2 separate regions of the Rattus norvegicus genome follow, and region 1 is linked to region 2. A link is a contact called in public HiChIP or PLAC-seq data. All regions are on one chromosome and are shown on one strand. Each heading gives the region's core, a stretch centred on a gene start, on an enhancer-like site or on the middle of the called end of the contact. The rest is flanking DNA. Distances are from core to core; before and after follow the strand shown. Region 1 holds the start of Exosc6 (exosome component 6). Region 2 holds the start of Sf3b3 (splicing factor 3b, subunit 3).

What was found. HiChIP or PLAC-seq counts read pairs in DNA pulled down with a chosen protein or histone mark.
Region 1: a contact with region 2 is called in an H3K27ac HiChIP or PLAC-seq map of oligodendrocytes, with 9 times the contacts expected there. The contact joins the promoter of Exosc6 here to the promoter of Sf3b3 in region 2. A contact is called at or near these places in 1 of 12 Hi-C or Micro-C datasets (hepatocytes) and 1 of 1 datasets of contacts at active chromatin or transcription factors (oligodendrocytes).

The regions. Positions count from the first base shown.
Region 1 is chr19:55,930,100-55,933,098 of GRCr8, reverse strand. It overlaps Exosc6 (exosome component 6), which reads right to left and starts at 1,576. Exons shown (of 1, transcript NM_001400967.1): 1 at 162-1,576. The coding sequence starts at 1,544. The coding sequence ends at 726. Aars1 (alanyl-tRNA synthetase 1) reads right to left here. Exons shown (of 21, transcript NM_001100517.1): 21 at 2,600-2,999. The coding sequence ends at 2,963.
Region 2 is chr19:55,727,919-55,730,963 of GRCr8, reverse strand. Sf3b3 (splicing factor 3b, subunit 3) reads left to right here and starts at 1,343. Exons shown (of 26, transcript NM_001106187.2): 1 at 1,343-1,445. Cog4 (component of oligomeric golgi complex 4) reads right to left here and starts at 1,086. Exons shown (of 19, transcript NM_001108449.1): 1 at 909-1,086. The coding sequence starts at 1,067.

The DNA of each region.
Region 1 (2,999 bases), core at 327-2,826, 200 kb before region 2:
ATCTGCTCAGTCTTATCCCCTCGGCAGCTGCCCTAGACAATGCTCCCGGGGCAGCTGGTTTCTCCTCCAAAGCACATAACCCTTTCTTTCTTACAGCGGGCTAACAGGAATACTTAAGGCAGTAATGACTTGGACCCTTGACAACACACAATCAACACACACCCATTTCTGAACAGCATTGTTTTTAACTCAAGAAAAATCACAACACATGTTATTTCCAGGCATAAAAATGTTTTTATGTTTTACTTCGAGTAGTGAGAAGGCAAAGTCCCCTTGTCCATCCTCTCAAAAGAAAAGAATTGGGGTTGGGGATTTAGCTCAGTGGTAGAGTGCTTGCCTAGCAAGCGCAAGGCCCTGGGTTCGGTCCCCAACTCAGAAAAAAAAAAAAAAAAAAAAAAAAGAATTATATTGGAGCTGCCGGCTGGCCTGCACAGGGTCCATCCCTTACAAGGCCATAGCCCCAGGTCTCATTTACTAAGTAAATCCAGCCCAAGTCCTTTCCAACTTAGGAATATGGCTGCTTTCAAATTTCTCCAACTGGATCGTGTTTCCAACGGCCTTTTAAACTTCTTTCCAACGCAGCTGTGCAGAGCTTTGGTTCTGTGCGCACCACTCCCCCACTCTCCTGTCTCAGCTCAGCGAAATCGGGCAACCATCAGCGCTGGTCCTTTTGGGAGAAAAGGGCGATAGCAGTCCTCCGCATCCTCGTCGCTCAAGTTTTCCAATCAGGGCGGGGCGGCGGCACCCCTCCGGCGGGCAGCCCTCACCAAGCACTGCTGCAACACCGGGTAGAGGCGCTGGCAGCCTTCCAGGCCCAGGCGCACCGCATCGGTCCAACTCTCAGTCTGGCCGCCTTCCCCACTGCCCAATAACCCGGCCACCTGATTGAGCACGGGCATGAGCGCCACCGTGAGGCCGGCCTCAGAATGCTCCTCCTCCAGTCGCGTGGGGTCCAGCAGCCAAGTCGGGGAGGGCCCCGGTGTGAGGCTCAAGCCGCAGCCCACTACCAGATCGTACATCTCCACTCCCGCGTCGGCCAGGGCGAGCGCAGCAGCGGTGAGGGCCGCGGCCAGCGCAGAGCCGCCGTCCTCCAGCAGCAGCGCGGACACCTCGAGTTGAGCACGAGGGTAGCGTCCTAAGCGCACAGCGGGCTCCAGAGCCTCCTGCAGAGCCAGACCCAGCTCACGATCCTCGCTGCTGCCCTGGGGCGCGCGACGCCGGCGACCGGAGAAGGGCGCGCGACGGAAATCGCAGAGCAAGCGACCCCGGAGAGCAGCCGGAGCTTCACCGCCCGCTCCGGCGGGACCGCCGCCGCGCTCACCGCCCTCGGCCTGCCGCGGACCGGACACGGCGCACAGCACCTTGGTACCTCCCGCTTCCAGGTAGGCTGAGCCCTTAGCCTGGCTCAGCAGCCCTGCGCGGGCGTACACCGGTCGTAGGCGCGTCGGGTCGCGAGCAGCGGGCGTCTCGTCTTCTTCGGCCGCGTACAGCTGCGGCGGCTGGGACTCCTCTGGCCCTCGGATGCGGCGGTGGTCTCCCGGCATGGCGGCTACCGGCGTACGAGCTACTTCCGCCTGCCAGGATGCCTTGCGCACCGGCTCTTCCGCTCGCTTAAAGATACGCGCCCGCGCGGAGCCTATCGGGAGAGCGGTAGGTTTCCGCATTGCCACCTAGCGGAATGGAGGAAGAACGGCGAGGTATTGGCTGGACCTGTGGTTCCATAGGACCTGATCTACTGTCATTCCTTGAATTTTGCATTCAGATTGTTTTATATAAGCTTGCCCTAGGTAAGAACTTTTTGTTCGGGCTGAAGAGATGGCTCAGCGGTTAAGAGCACTGACTGCTCTTCCAGAGGTCCTGAGTTCAATTCAGCAACCACATGGTGGCTCACAACCATCTGTAATGAGATCTGATGCCCTCTTCTGTGTGTCTGAGTACAGGATACTCATGTACATGAAATAAATAAATTAATTAAAAAAAAAAAAGAACTTTTTGTTCATTCCTGTAGTTAGTCCCCTGGCTTGCTTCAACACTTGTTTAATAAATGGACGTTATCTCTCTTCCTACAACTGAATAATAATTCTAACACTCTGAGATCTGTCATAAGCAAGCAGTATCTCAGCTTCCAGACCCTGCTGTTTGTAGATTCATATAAATTGCATTTTAGGGCCGAGCCAGGGTCTTGAACCTATTTCAGGTTAAAGAAGCAGGGATGGGGCAGTTACTAGAAGACATCTCTACATTCATACCTCCTACATTAGTTGTCTGACCTCATATCAGCAGCTTCAAGGGGAGGCACGTTGAACACACATGATGAAAGCCATTATGAGGTTGTCCCAAGAGACTAAGAATGGTGCTTCTTCATGTGAAGCAATTCAGAAGAATTTTCCTCCACCCCTTTTACTGAATGCCTCAATTTCAGCCCACCCATTCTGCCTCTAGCTCTGCTCTCCCAGGGGCCGTTCCTCAAGTTCAGGAGTCTGAGGCTGTACTCTGTGATAACATCAATCAGAAACCAGCCAGAACCACACACAGCCTGTATTCTGCATGTATAGGGAGCTGAGGTCAACCTCAGGAGAAAGGAGAGCGTGGTATCATCTAGTATTGCACATGGTCCTTTATTTTCTGCAGTGGAAGGCTTCCTTCCCACTTGCAGACCTAGAAGCCTCAGGTTGGCAGAGTGACCTCATCTAGACGTGATCAGGATGTTAGGTAGCATTCCTGGGTAGTGACTTTAGACAGATGGCGCTGACATTATGGCTCAGAGCAGAATGGAAAGGGGCAATGAATCACAGGACAGCTCCAGGCGCGTTCCAGTTACTGCTGGATCAGGACGGAGGGCTGCTGAAAGGTCCCAAGACTCAAATGTCTTCGTGGCAGGAGGAGAGCTCCTGGCTAGACTCCTGCACCTGAACATGACTGGTTGTCGGGGAGATGCTTTCCTGAGAGGGCTTCCCTCCCATCAGTTCTTTACATCTCCGAGACGGAGCTGGGCAAAG
Region 2 (3,045 bases), core at 94-2,593:
TTGAAAGGAATCAGAATCCTGTCCACACCTATTGCTCGTAATACATCCAAGGTACAAGAGATGAAATGGCTTGTCTGAGACCAGGCAGCTGTGCCTTAGTGTTAAAAAGTCAAACTCCTGGGCTGGAGAGATGGCTCAGTGATTAAGAGCATTGACCGCTCTTCCAGAGGAATTCAACTCCCAACAACAACATGTGGCTCACAACCATCTGTAATGGGGTCCGATGCCCTCTTCTGGTGTGTCTTTAGACAGTGACAGTGTACTTATATGTAATAAATAAATTTTTAAAAAAATTCAAACTCCTAACAGGGAGCTTTGACACTTCTAGCAAGCTGTGAGCTCACCTATAATGACAGGAGCTTGGGAAATTTCTGAGGTTGCTGTAGGAAGGTGGCAAATTTGAAGATAATATGGACGACACAGAGGCTGTCTCAAAATAAGAAAATGTCCAAACTCCTACACTTAACTGAAATGGTAAAATTACATACATAATTATTCCCTCCAAGATTACGGTTTAAAACTTCAAGATAATTTGCATGAACTTCTCGTGTAAATGGGTCGAGACGGAACTTTCATAACGTTTCACTTCCCAAGACGAAGCAATTCTTATTCTGAAATAAAGCCATTTGGTGTATACATATGTACGTATACATATAACACATATATGTGAATACATACACCGCTTCCGGTTTTACTCCACAGGGAATTCAATACGGAGGCAGACAAGGAAGTAGTCCAGGTAATAGGCCATATAAGCTTGAGTGTGTAGAACTGACAGGTGTACCCAAATGCCCAACTACACTAAAGCGTCTTGGGAAGGTGCTTTTTAGTTTTCCCTAGTAGAGACAGTTGCTTGTTATGTCTTCTGCCACTGGGTCGTCCAGGAAAAAGGAGGATCAGCTCCTCACCTCTTCGCCGCAGAGTCGTTCGTACACAGCTTCCAGCTCCTGCAGCTCTGTCAGAGAGCGAATGAGCTCGGTGGAGATTTCGGAGCAGTGACCTCCTCCCACCCCCTCAGGTGGTGGAGGCGCTCCTGACAACTTCGGAGGGGATTCCACATCCGCCATCTTGGTGCCCACTCGGCGCTTCCGGGCTCGCGAGGTCCCCTCTGCGCTGGCGCGGCAACCTTTGGGACTGTCCATAGAAATGCCCGATCAAAAACATTTTAAGTCTATTTTTAAAATTAACCTTCTGTTTTACAGAAAACTTACAGTAAAGTATAAGTTTTAGATAACTTAAAAGACTGCAGGAGCAAGATGGAGCACTTAAAATTACACATATAGTTATCAGGCGGAAGCTGGATACCTTTTTCTCCGTCGCGCGGCACGCGAAGGCCCATCGTGAAAGGCTAATGGCGGACGCCGGCGGGTTGGCAGTGGTGGTGGCTTAGGCCTTGAAGGGATTCAGCATCCGTCGGGTATCGAAGCCATCCTTCTTGCAGCAGGGTAAAGAAGTGGCCTCACAGTTTCTCTGTAGCGGAGGAAGTGGAGAGCGATCACAGGAGAGAGCTGCCCGGCACTTTGGCGGGAGCCACAGAAGCAGTTTTAGGCCCGAGTGGTTCGGTAGGCGTGAAATTAGGAAAATGCTTGCGGTCCGCAAATGGCCTCGTGGGCTCTTCTCCCACTTCTGTTCTCAGAGTGGGGACGAGTCCTTTAAGGCTTGCAAGTCTGACGTGGCGGCACACTCGTGTATTTCCACCACGCGGGGTAGTTGAAGTATTCTCGGAAGTGGGAGTCCCACCGAGGCTACATAAGGAGGCTCTACCGAGGGAATAATAAGGTGTAAAAACTCAGCTATTCAGAATGTGTAAATAACATGTTTCTGGCCTCGGAGCCCGGGCTCTGGTTTGGATTTGTGCTCTGATAGTTGGGCAAAATGGTGTTTCTCTTCTGAACCTTTATTACTGTAAAAGAAAAAAAGAAGGCAAATAGTACCTATCTGAAAATTTTGCAAGATAAAAAAAAAATGAGGTGACGTTGAAACGGGAGAAATCACAGGCAGTGGCGGGGAGGAGAGATCTCCCAAGTTTTGGCGGTTAAAGTTACAGATACCGATAGTCCTCCAGGATGCACCTCTTCAATATGCGTGGAAATCCGTTTGTTTAAGTGTTTACTGAATGCGTAGGTGCTCATTTTAATCCTCTATCAGTACCTAGTAGAGCACTTGCGCAAGGTTCTGGGGTTCATTCTCGTCGCCACAAATACCAAGTTCTCTTTATAGAGCCTTAGGTACAAGGGGAAGCTGGACCTAGGTACCACCTCCCCACCCCCACCCCCGAAGTCATAACATAACTTTGGCTGCTTATGGTGCAACTGTAACTCACACATGACAGTCTTGTAAATTGTGAGGCGTCCTCTAAAAGTTTAATTTAACAAGTATTAAATTTTAAATCCCTCAAGTTGCCAATGCCAGTTCGACCATTAGGAACAAGTCTTAAGAGGTATAACTCATTCACTTACATAGTGTGTTAACAGTTTGGCTAATTATAGGCATTGAGTGAGGTTCTCTGTATTTTTAGCAGAAAACCGTCTTGTTACTGGTTTCTCAGAAAATTCATCCTTTGGTTAAAGAGAGGACATAAAATAATGGTATAAATATATGTTCTTGAATTTGCACATATAAGCATATGGGAAGATTGGAGTTGGTAAGATTTATACCCCTAGAGAGTGGGGTTCCTGAGAAATGGATCTGAGGTTTTTTTGAGTCTTGAATAACATGACCGTTGAACTACAGTTAACTATAGGTTTTCATTTGTCTGACAAAAAATGGCAAAAGGCATGTTGCATTAATTGAACAAGTTTCACCACTTTCTGTATGTTGGACAATGGATATAATTTTTGAGCATAGGTTTCCTTGACCGTAGAAGTTTGGTTTTGGTTTTTGAGATAGGGTCTCACTCTGTATCGTAGGCTGGAACTGAACTTATAATCCTCCTTCCTCTGCCTCTCTAGTACTAGGGTTACAGAAGAGATCCAGGATAGCTAGCGCTCGAGCTCGCGCTCGCTCTCTCTCTCTCTCTAAATTCCTTGGGTGTGGGGGGGTGTT